Regions from separate parts of the Mus musculus genome. Here region 1 is linked to region 2. The links are chromatin contacts, called in public promoter capture Hi-C maps. All regions are on one chromosome and are shown on one strand. The core of a region is the stretch at or near the end of the contact, and the rest is flanking DNA. Distances in the headings are between cores, read along the strand shown. Region 1 overlaps Ankrd55 (ankyrin repeat domain 55). Region 2 overlaps Gm15286 (a long non-coding RNA gene).

Evidence for each region. Capture Hi-C pulls out chosen DNA fragments and counts their contacts.
Region 1: a promoter capture Hi-C map of liver shows a contact between it and region 2. The contact joins two enhancer-like sites.

The regions. Positions count from the first base shown.
Region 1 is chr13:112,315,146-112,321,294 of GRCm38.p6, reverse strand. It overlaps Ankrd55 (ankyrin repeat domain 55), which reads right to left. Exons shown (of 11, transcript NM_029898.3): 2 at 2,748-2,870. Among named protein-coding and RNA genes, the nearest start is that of Ankrd55, 30 kb to the right of the region's middle. Within about 2 kb of position 4,329, at least 30 of the 459 cell types and tissues checked have an H3K27ac peak or open chromatin away from gene starts, as enhancers often do. A contact at or near this core is called in liver, where this site is marked.
Region 2 is chr13:111,595,845-111,601,931 of GRCm38.p6, reverse strand. The region is part of intron 2 of Gm15286 (a long non-coding RNA gene); the gene reads right to left. Among named protein-coding and RNA genes, the nearest start is that of Gm15286, 19 kb to the right of the region's middle. Within about 2 kb of position 3,676, at least 10 of the 459 cell types and tissues checked have an H3K27ac peak or open chromatin away from gene starts, as enhancers often do. A contact at or near this core is called in liver, where this site is marked.

The sequences.
Region 1 (6,149 bases), core at 3,080-5,579, 720 kb before region 2:
GGGCGGGCCAAGATATTTAATAAGTATGTACCGACAAGCTGGCTGTACATAGGGACAGGCTTCCATGTTTTCTTGCAGATTGCCTGTACATTTTGTCTCTACTCTGTTTGGATCAGGTTTATGCCCTCCTCTTGTACCTGTGATCTCTGAATTCATAGCTTAGGCCTGCCTATAGTGACAGCTAAGTTGTGGGGAAAGCAGGCCTTTCTGCTGCTCTCTTGGATACGCGCACATCCTTTTTTGCCTCTGCTCTAGCCTTTTGCGTTTATATGGCATTGAAATTAGGTGCAGAGAGTGGGCCCTCCTCCTCCTCTGTTCCTGATCTCAGAGCCCAAACACTCAGTCTTTAACAACTGAGTGATACCGCAGATAATCTTAGAAAAGAAAATCAGAGAAGGGGTTTTGCCAAATTGCCTCGCATAGACTTGAACTCATGACTCTTGTGCTTTGTTTTCCGGAGAGGCTGGAACTGTAGGTCATGCCACTGCTCCTGGCTTTGTTCTCCCGAGAGACTGGAACTGTAGGCTCGTGCCACTGCCCCTGGCTTTGTTCTCTGTCACATTGAGAAAAGGCTCCTCTCCATTTCTATTTTCCGAGATTTAAATTTTGGATGTTTATTGAATTCTATGAACTGTGTCTGTGCCAACTGATGTGATTTTTCTTCTTTAACTAGTTAGTTTATGATTTTATCAAGTATTGATAGTAATGCAATTTTAGCTCATAAATATAGCTAAGAAGTATTTTCCTCTTTTTGAAAGAAATCATATGAAAGTAACGCTGATTGTTCTGGAAAATTTTTGTGAATGGATCAGAGAGATGGCTCAGTGATTAAGAACATTTGTTGCTCTTCCAAAGGACCTGGGTTTGGTTCCCAGCACCCAGAGGTTGGCTCACAACCATCTGTACCTCTAGTTCCAGAAGATCTGACACCCTCTTCTGACCTGGGCCACCAAGCATGCACATGGTATACAGACAAAATTCAGGCAAAGCATTCAAACACATAAAATAATGCTAAACAATAAATAAATAAATAAATAAATAAATAAATAAATACATAGTAGAACTCTACAGGACCATCAATGCCTGAAGGTAGTCCTCTTTAAAATTTTTTAAATTATAAATTTAATTTTCTAAATACTTATAGGAATATTTAACTTGTTTTGTACCAGGACTGTTAACAACCATTAATTAAGTTTATTGTTGGTGTCCACTGTGGTATTTTCATGTATAGATGAACAGTAGTTTCTAAGGGAAGCTAACCTCTTCTCCTCCTCCTCTCAATTTATTTTATTTTGAGCAATTAATCCATTCATCTAAATTGTCAAATTTACGTGTGTGAAGTTGTTTGCAGCATTTCTGTGGGGACTGTAGTGATGTCCTTGCATTCCCAAGAGCAGGAATTTGCATCTCCTTCAGTTAGTTTTTCTTGACAGTGACAGTGCTACAGGTTGTTCCTTGGTTTTTTTAGATTTTTTTTTCCCTATTGCTTTTGTTTTTGATTTCATCTTTTTTTGTTTTTTTGTTTTTTCAAGACAGGGTTTCTCTGTGTAGCCCTGGCTGTCCTGGAACTCACTTTGTAGACCAGGCTGGCCTCGAATTCAGAAATCCTCCTGCCTCTGCCTCCCGAGTGCTGAGATTAAAAGTGTGCACCACCACGCCCGGTTAATTTCATCTTTTCTTGTTTCCTCTCTCCCCCTCCGTGTGTTTTGAGATTATTTCGCTCTTCTCCCTCTAAGCTTCTGAAGCAAGAATTCATACAGATGACGGAGTGTTCCCTCTTGTGAAACCACATAGAGGTGTAGAGAGTCTCCTCCTATCAGTGATCAGTCTTGGCGTTTTGCCTATAGGATGCAGATTTTCAGAGGCTTCTCTTCTGTCCGTGTCTTTTGGTATTCTGTGTTGCCAGCTCCTTCAGCTCCAACCCTGGGATATACAAGGCAAAAGGCCATCCCAGAGAACTCACCATCATGCCTGTCCTTGGATCTAAGGACTTGGTCCTTCTCTTGGTTTCCAGAGTTATATTAGTCATCATATCCAGAGTTCTTAGTTGTATTTAGAAAGAATACAGGTGGAAATACAACCATGATGTGGTCTCAAGGGCCAAATTCTTACATTTCTCCAACATCCATTTCTGCTCTTCCTAGATACCTGTTATAACTACTGGTGATCAAAGAGAGGCCTCCGTCCCCAAAGTGCTTGCTGTGCAATCCTGAGGCCCTGAGTAGGTTTCCCAGAACACGCATACGAAAGTCAGACATAATGTTTTGTACTTGTAATATTGGTCCAGAGGGAATGGAGACAGGCAGATACTTGGGGCTCAGTCAGCTTAACTTACTGGGTGAGTTCAAAATTCCAGTGAAAAACCTTGTCTCAAAAAATAAAATGTATAATACCTTAGAAATGACACTTGAGGTTGACTTCTGGCTTTCACACACACACACACACACACACACACACACACGTAATTGGTCAGTCTTACAAAAATACTGGAAACAACCCACTTCATAATAATATATGAAATATAATAAGTGAATAATGTGTAAAAGGTGCTGAAGTTCTGTGTCCAGTGTCATGCTGAAAAATGCCAAAGGATTCTACAGAGCCACAGGCAAGATGCCTATAGTATCTTGTGGTCAGTCAAAAAGAATTTCACTAGTGTTGCTCATCTCAAAAGACCATCTCTGAAAGGATAAAGCATTCCATTCCAGGTTTAAAACAAAAACAAAAACACCTCACAAACAGCTCACCTTCACTGTCACAACACTCCAGGATGGACGGATCCTCCCGAATGACGGAGGTCAGAGAGTTGACATCTCCATTCGATGCTGCCTGATACACCATTGCCAGGTCGACTTCTTCAGATGAGTCACCTGCATGAACCAGACACTCTGTTAATATGTAGAGTACGTTCACTCAAAGAATACCACAAGACCAGATTGTCACCCACACAAGTGAGTCACTAAACCTCCCTCCCCAGTGAATCCAGGCAGAGGCTGAGTCAGCTTAGTCACATACTCCTTTCTGGAAAAGACACTTCTGAAGAAAAGTGGGCCACTCTAGGTCATTTGCAACGCCACCACGTGTTGGCAAGGAGCCTTGGGATTAGGCACTCTTTGCATGTCATGACTCTTTGGGCATGCTGGTTTCCCAAAATTAGAGAGACCAGCAAGGGAAGAAGGCCAGTGTCTTGGCTTCAATCTATTCTTCAAGACCCAAAGCATGCTACAGTCTTCTCTTTTGCTTGTTTCCTGTTTAGAGTCAAGTTCTCGTGTAGCCCAGGTTAGCCTTGAGTATTCTATATAGCCGAGGCTGATCTTGGATTGCTGATTCTCTTACATCCACCCCTTGCATTTGCAGATGTGGGCTGCTATGCCTGATTCTATGCAATTGTTGGGCATTGAAGGCATGTGCTTTCTAGGTAAGCCCTCTACCAACTGAACTACATCCATGGACGCATGACCTGTCTTCTTAGTACCTCAGTTCATCCATCTTTGGGAAAAGCATTATGCTCCTCCCTCTCTCTCCTCCAGAGATGTTCTGCACCTTCATCTGTGATGACTGTATCTCCAGATGCCTTTATCCTGCATGGGAGGATACATGGGAGGGAGGCACTGAAGACTGGGAAGGGAGAAGATGGGGCTCTCCCTCCCTTGCTTGGCATCCAGCAGTAGCTGCCTCCTTCCCACCAGGAGCTTTCCCTATGCAGAACTAGCTCTCATGTGGCCCCCCTCATAACCTGCCCACCACTGTTGTCCTGCAATTGAAAGGAGAGCCATACCTTTTCATTGGTGCTCATCTACTGCATTTATATTGGCTTCTCATGCCTCATTTTGCATACCCCCCCCCCAATTAAAACCTGTTCAGTTTCAAACACCTGGGTTTGTAAAGATGCTATTTCTAGAAGAACTAAGGTTGTACGAAACTGCTTTGAATGAGGGAGCCAACTGTTTACTGTGCCTTTGTGAAGAATTGATCCAACAGGTCTTACTGCCAAGGATGACAACAGACTGTGGTCAGGTGACTGCAGGAATGCACAGAGATGGTTAAGAAGCGAGCTGTCTTGTGGGACACCTCAGGGGAGGCTGTGCCAAGCCCCTCTATTAGAGAGAGGATATCTCAACAGTTTTAAAGTTGTGTTTTTCTTCTCGGGTGGACACTAAGACCATTGGCCTTTTGGTTCTTTGAACTTTAGCTGCCACGAGTCCTAAAGTTTGGGTTTGGTTTCTCTGTCCCAGTATTTCTGAGAAACCATTAATGATTTTTACCCAGCTAGCCAGTCCAACGCAAGCTCGTAGCTGGGGATGGCTTATTTACAATAACATTGTTTTGTACAGCGAGTGACTGCTTTCTAACTCGTCCATGTTTTGAAGCAGGCTCCCCTACTCATTTGCATGGCAGGGTGCGGTTGGCTTGATGACTTTGGAGTCAGATACCTTGGGTATATGCCAGGCTTGTGCTAACCAGCTGCGTGGAATTGTGGGCCAGTCACCCTCACCGGGCTTAGTTTCCTTATCTGTAAAGTGGAGATCTTGACAACACTGACAAGTGCCTCCCTTAGAAACTACCTCCCTTGGGTGGAGTGACTCTGTGTTAAAATTAATCCTGTGTGCTTAACAGCAACCTGGCATTTAGTAAGCATTTTTTAGTACTTGCTACTTATTCTGCTCCACTTAAAAAAATGTTAGCTTATTTAGACAGTATTACATGTCTGGGGTATATATTTAAAATAGGGCTCTTGTTGATGAAGGCAACTAATGAAGCCATATATCACTTAGATTTTGTTACAGATCTTCACATAATTCAGGGCATTTTGTTAAGATGATTCCCAGGGTCTCTGGGTGTTGGAACTAAGGCCCCAACTTAAAAGAGGGACCTACTTTCTAGTAATACGTGCACATTCAAAGATGCTGGTAGTGACCCCTGGGAAGAAGCCTGATTGGGTCAGGAAGCTGCCGACGGTGACAGGTGGACTACGGAGCTGTTTGTTTCTTATTGATCTGAGGCAGGGCATCACTGTGTAGCCCTTGATGGCCTAGAACTCATGAGTTGTAGATCAGACTGGTCTCAAATTCATGAGTGATCTACCTGTGCCCCCCACCCCACCCGCCGTGCTAAGATCACAAGTGTATGCCATCACACCAGATTCAACTGTGGGGTTTTAGAAACTGCATGCTACTTGATAACATGTTCATGTTCAGTTCATGACTGATATACACAGTACTTTCATCACGATGTGGTGCTGTACTGCCTCCTAGAATTAGGATCCCAAAAATATTTTGCCAGAAGGATTTGAATATTACATTTATGTGCAATATATCTGAGCCTGTCAAGTACCCATGAGACTCATTGAAAGATGGCTGAATCTGTCTTTTCTGTTGCTCAACCTCCCCTCTTCCTGATGCTAGCTTTACCTTGAACACTCCGGGGTGGTCATCAGTACTCCACTTCCAGGCAAACTGCAGTTTCAGTGGACTATTCTATCCTGACCCAGATTCAGAATATGTGACCTGGAACAGAGCTATTAAGAATTTGCATTACTGTGGTCGAGGTGACATATTCAGGGCTGTGGACCGATTAGAGTCTATGAAAAGCAAATAGACTCCAGCTGGGATTGTGGCGAGCACTGCTCTCCTCCCTCCCCTCCCCACCTTCCTCTCACACACATTCTCTCTCTGTTCCACTGCCCATGAATTGGGAAGCTTGCAGTCAGCATCTGCCTGGTGAGAAGAATGAAGATGGAGCAGAGCAGAGCTGAGCCAGGGGAATGGAAGAGCTGGCAACTGCTGACACCACTTGAACCCCCAATCACAGCACCTTAGGCCAGCAATATCCCTGGAACATTTGCATATGCCAAGACATCCTTCTTATTCATTCCCTTATTTATTTTATGGCTTGTCGTTTTGTATTACCTTGCGGACATGCTTTAGTTTTCTTGTGAGTTTGCCAGAGAGTCCTAGGCAAGGACAATTTTAGCAGTGGCACATTGGCAAGGAGCATAAGGTATTAGACGGATATTGGCTCCACAGGAATTAGTGAACTAATTCACGAGGAGGAAACGCTAACTGATAACTGATTATTACCACGTCGAGGGAGTGATAGGGCCCGTCCATTCTGCACAGGTCAGGGTTACACTGAGATATTTACCCTGT
Region 2 (6,087 bases), core at 2,427-4,926:
CACACACATACACACACACATACATACATACACACACACACAGAGACACACACGCACATACACAGACAGACACACACACATCAATCTTGGTAGTTCACAAACTATCATTTGGGAGGTGGAGGCAGGAGGATTGGACATTCAAGGTCATCCTCAGCTCTAGAGTTCCAGGCTAATCGAGGATACTGAGAAAATAAAACCAAACCCCCTGTTTACTTGAATATGAGTTCACCTGGGTGTGCCTTCCTCCCAGCAAACCCAAGCTGGCGCCTACTGCCAAATAAAAGGATTCTGGTTTGTTTAGCAATGTCTACTGCTTCTGGGATGCGTGCCTCCTGCTCTCCCCACACTGGAGGGAAGGTGTGAGCTTCCTGGAAATATAACGACCTGGTGACTCATTTGCAGGAGAGAGGCTGCTCCTCCTCTTTGTTGCTTGCCACAACCTAACAGCAAGCATGCAAAGTGGACCCAGGCAACATTTTCAGCCCCTAGACTTCCCTCAATGGCAACTTGTTTCCCCTTACACACAGCCAATAAAGAGGGTGCTGTAACCTGAAGGGGCACCCCAAGGTGCACCTTCTAATCACCCTCCAATCACCGGATCATGTCAGAAAACTGCCGTTTCCATTTGTACAACTTTCACTTCTAAGTATGTTCCCAAAACCCAGCTTATTCTGCCACGGACGCTGGTTTGTTGCTGTTGCTGTTGCTGTTGCTGCTGCTGCTGCTGCTGCTGCTGCTGCTGCTGCTGCTGCTGCTGGCTCATTTCTCTCTGTCAGAAATTACTTGGGAGGATTGTATCCAATACACACTTATGTTTAGGCTCTGCCATCTACTAGGTGACAACGTCTAAATCCATTTGTTTTGTGGGTTTTGTTTTTTTTAATTAAAACTATTTGCTAGTACTGGAGGCACATGCCTTTAATCCCAGCTCTCAGGATGCAGAGGCAGGAGGATCTCTATGAGTTTGAGGCCAGATTGGCCTATGTAGTGAGTTCTAGGCTAGCCAGGGTCACAAAGTAAGACCCTGTTTCAAAAAAGAATTCAAAATTCAAAATGTTAATGTATAGGCTCCATTTGGGTCAGAGTAGTGTCTGAAAAACATATCCAGTGGATTTCATCTTTGTTCCTTGGCTCCTAATTCTCTGTTTACACGGAGTTTATAATTCTGTTAACACATGCTTGTACATTGAAAGGATTATTTTAATTGAAATTTCAAATTTAATATTTAAATTCTAATAAGTTCCTAAAACCCACAGGATACACTGGGTTCTGTCCTTGCTACCTGGGATTTTTGCAAGGACATAGAAGACAAACTAATTATATTTGATAACTTTTTCTCATAAAAAGAGAACAAAAACTTTGCCAAGGATTGCAACCTTGAAGTCAGCCAGGGTTACATAGTGAGTTCAAAGCCAACGTAGGCTATGTAACAAGACCCTGGCTGTCCTGCTGAGGACTTTGCGAGTGAAACTGCATTTGTCACAAGATGATTCCCAGCTACCAGGCTTTGATATTATTTTTTTACCTCCCAAGAGAAATACTTCAGCTAGACAATAACGATGAATATCAAAATAAAAAACTGGCCACTGGGAGGGCAAGAGGGCTCATCAGCTAAAACTGCTTGCTGCACAAGCCTAGAGACCAGAGTTCAAATCCCTGGTCCATGGTGAAAGGAGAGAACCAATTCCTGAAAGTTGTCTTCTAATCTCCACTTTTGGGCTCTCTCTCTCTCTCCACACCTGCATGTGCAAAATGTAAATATAAATAAATACTGACAATTTATAGCCACAAGCAAGGGGAAGGCTCAGGTTGGATAAAGCAGTCTAGAAGCTGAACACATCATCCTGCTCCTGAAATCCCAATGCTACTGAGGCAGAGGCAGAGAGGCAGAGAGGCAGAGAGGCAGAGAGGCAGAGAGGCAGAGAGGCAGAGAGGCAGAGAGGCAGAGGCAGGAAGGATCTAACATTTGAGGCAACCCTCGCCTACACGGCAGAAATATCATCTCACACAAAAAGAAGCAGAAAGACCCTTTGGCGAACTTGAATCAGCTATTCTCCTTTCACTGGGGAAAGGAATAACTGCTACCCAGAGGCCAGTAGACAACCCCTCAAGCCAGCACACACTGATTAATCTGAGATTATTGACTACTGTGGTTAAATTGCCGAAGAATCAAATCCAGATTATTGTGTCATTTTCCAAATCACGCTTCCTGGACTTTAAACCTGCCCTGGTTTAAAAATGAGACTGTGTTTTTGAGAGGCCCAAGGTGGACAGCCTTCCTGCCCCTAGAAGTGCTATTTCAGGGGAGCTGGGGTGATCACTCCTAGTTGTCCCTTAGTCCTTGTCCTCAACATTCAAATCAAAATGTTAGATTTTGGAGATCTTTTTGAGTTAGCTTCAAAAAAAGGGACTGCAAACTAAGGAGGAGTAGGGGTAATGTGAGGTACTCTTGCTCCCTAAGTCAGCTGGCAGAAACCACTGGTAGGGCAACTGTAGGACCTGGTGAATTTAAGATTTTGAAGACCTACAGGGACAAAAAAAAATGGAGAAAAGATGAGGGAAAGGAGGTTCAGTGACCGGCCCAAATTGGGATCCATCTCGAGGGGAGGCTCCAAGGCCTGACACTATTACTGATGCTATCTAGACAGGAGCCTCGCATGGCTGCCCTCCGAGAGGCCCAACAAGCAGCTGAAAGAGTCAAATGCAGATACTTACATCCATACAATGGACAGAAACAGGGGACCCCTGTGGTTGAATTGGGGAAAAGCTGGAAGAATCTAAGTAGGAGGGTGCCCGCATGGGAAGACCAGCAGTCTCAACTAACCTGGACCCCTGAGATCTCTCAGACACTGAGCCACCAACAAGGCAGCATACACCAGCTGATATAAGGCTGCAGACACACATACAGCAGAGGCTGCTGGGTCTGAGTGGCTTCAGTGAGAGAAGAAATAATCAATCCTCAAGAGACTTGGGGCCGAGGGAGTAGGGAGGTCTGGGGGAAGAAATGGAATAAGGAACAGTCAGAGGGTAGATCAGGAGGAGGGATAACAATTGGACTATAAACAAAGATTAAATAATAATAAAAAATATTTTATAGATCCCAGTAGGAGGGTCCCTCCCTCCTTGCCTTCCCTCCCTCCTTCCCCTTCTCTTTTCTCCATCCTTTCCTCCCTCTTTCTCCTCCTTCCTTCCCTCTCTCAGTCCCTCCTTCCTTTCTTCCTTCCCTCCCCTCCCTTCTTTCCCTCCCTCCCCCTTCCTCCTTTCCTCCCTCCCTCCTCCTTCTCTCTTCCTCACTCTGAAGCCCCAGTTGGCACAGCCCTCTTGCCTCTGCCCTGCCTTCCAATGTGTGATTCAGTTATGCACCACCATGGCCAGCTTTTGCTATACTTGTTTTGATGTTGTTATTGTTTAATTGTTGGTATTTGGGTCTCACTCAGTGGCTCAGGCTGGCCTTGAACCCAGGGCAATCCGCCCTGGTTCTTTCTCTGTGATATTTGTCAGTGGCCCAAGTGCTTTGAGCCTGCATAGGTTAAGTCTCCAGCATCCTTGGTCTGGGTTGGCTTGATAGGCAGTGACCTTTACTCCAGATCAACTTTGTCCTCCCCGCGGCACACCTGGGACCTTTGTTCCGTCCAGACTCCACCTCTGATACTGAATTCCAGAAAGTTGCTCCCTGACAACAGCCTTCCACAACTCCCAAACATGAGTCCTCCACTTGGCCTTTGAGCCACCAGAGTTCACCACCCACTGGGCAACTGCCCGAGGTCTCCTCTAACTACCCCGTTTCTGTCTCTATTGTGAACCCGTCTCAGTGCCACCACAGGTTTGCCTGTGCTTTTGCTCTGGCAGGCTCTTATGTAGCCTGCGATGGCCTATAGCTCCTGATCCTACTGCTGTAACCCGGACTGTCTTGCCACTGACTTGAGTCTTGGCCCCTCTGGCTCCCATCTCACCCCAGCTCCATCCCTCCATTTATTTTCTGTCCCTGCTCTCCCACTGCTTGAAGATTACTGAGAAATCATGTAACTGTAGATTGGTTGGGATGGCGTTTACCTACCGTGTACAAAGCCCCAGTTTTAACCCCGAGTATCATATAGACTGTGAGTTGTGATATCTGCTTATAAGCCCAGCTCCTGAGAGGTGGGTACAGAAAGATGAGAAATTCAAAGTCATTCTTGGCTATAAAGTGAGTTATAGGCTAGCCTGGACTACATGAGATACTGTCCCAAAAATAAAAGTGGGTGCTGGGGAGATGGTTCAGTTGGAACATGTTTGTTGCTCAAACATGAGGAGCTGAGTTCAGATTCCTAGCATCCATATTAGAAAGGAAGCCTAGTGGGTTGTGCCTATAATGCCAGGACTGGAGAAGCAGAAACAAGGGGATTCCTAGGATTTGCTGACCAGTCAGTCGGGCTGAAGAGGGACGTTCTCGTTCAGTGGAAGAAAGAACCTGACTCACAAAAAGATGGTAGAGAATGAAAGGAAGATACTCAGCATCAGCTCTGCTCTACACACACACACACACCATACATGTGTATAAGTACCTGCACACAAACGCACACACATAAACATACATGATTGTACTCACACATACACACACACAACATACATGTGTACAAGTACCTGCACACAAACGCACACACATAAACATATATGATTGTACTCACACATACACACACACAACATACATGTGTACAAGTACCTGCACACAAACGCACACATATAAACATACATGATTGTACTCACACATACACACACAACATACATGTGTACAAGTACCTGCACACAAACACACACACATAAACATACATGATTGTACTCACACATACACACACACAACATACATGTGTACAAGTACCTGCACACAAACGCACACACATAAACATACATGATTGTACTCACACATACACACACACAACATACATGTGTACAAGTACCTGCACACAAATGCACACAAATAAACATACATGATTGTACTCACACATACACACACACAACATACATGTGTACAAGTACCTGCACACAAACACACACACATAAACATACATGATTGTACTCACACACACACACAACATACATGTGTACAAGTACCTGCACACAAATGCACACATATAAACATACATGATTGTACTCACACATACACACACACAACATACATGTGTACAAGTACCTGCACACAAACGCACACACATAAACATACATGATTGTACTCACACGTATACACACACACGCACAACATACATGTGTACAAGTACCTGCACACAAACGCACACACATAAACATACATGATTGTACTCATACACATACACACCAACATACACGTGCATAAGTACCTGCATACAAACATGCACACATAAACATACATGATTGTACTCATGCACAAACACACACACACACTGTCTCTGCCTTCCATTTTTATTCCTCAAAGTTCCATAGTCTTTTGGTAAATGTCTTGCTGGATTGTTCCTTCTTCCTCGTGGAAGCTTCCATTGCCAACGCCCTACTCTGGTGACCCCTCCCAACTCGGGAAAGGATGCTGGTGGCACCACAGGTGTAGACAGGCAGGACTATGGAATGCTGGCTTCATATGCACCATTCCCTGCAGTGCAGACAGGAAACTGCAGAAAGAAACCACCAAAGAACAGTGGCCAACCATGGCCAAGCATTGTGGCACACTTGGGAAGCACAGGCAGGTGTTTCTCTGAGTTTGAGGCCAGCCTGGTCAACAAAGTGAGTTCCAGGACAGCCAGGGCTACACAGAGAAACCCTGTCTCAAAAACCCAAAAACTATTAAAAAAAAAAAAAAAAAGACTATCTCAGAAATTAGTTATTAGTTAAATAAATAAGCAGCCAGAAAGGAACACTTGCAGTGTTGAGACATCAGGGAATGGAAGCCTTCGATTTGCATGCCCATGGAGCAGAACATTCTATAATTGGCCTGAAGAAAGACACTTGTGTCTCTTCCTTTGGCTACCAGACAATTGAAGCCTAAGAAACTGGGATTTCCCTAGGAATCTCATACTAGGAGAAGGTAAAGGCTGGAGCCTGGCGCTGGTCCCAAGCGGAACTGTTCTCAGGAAAAGATTT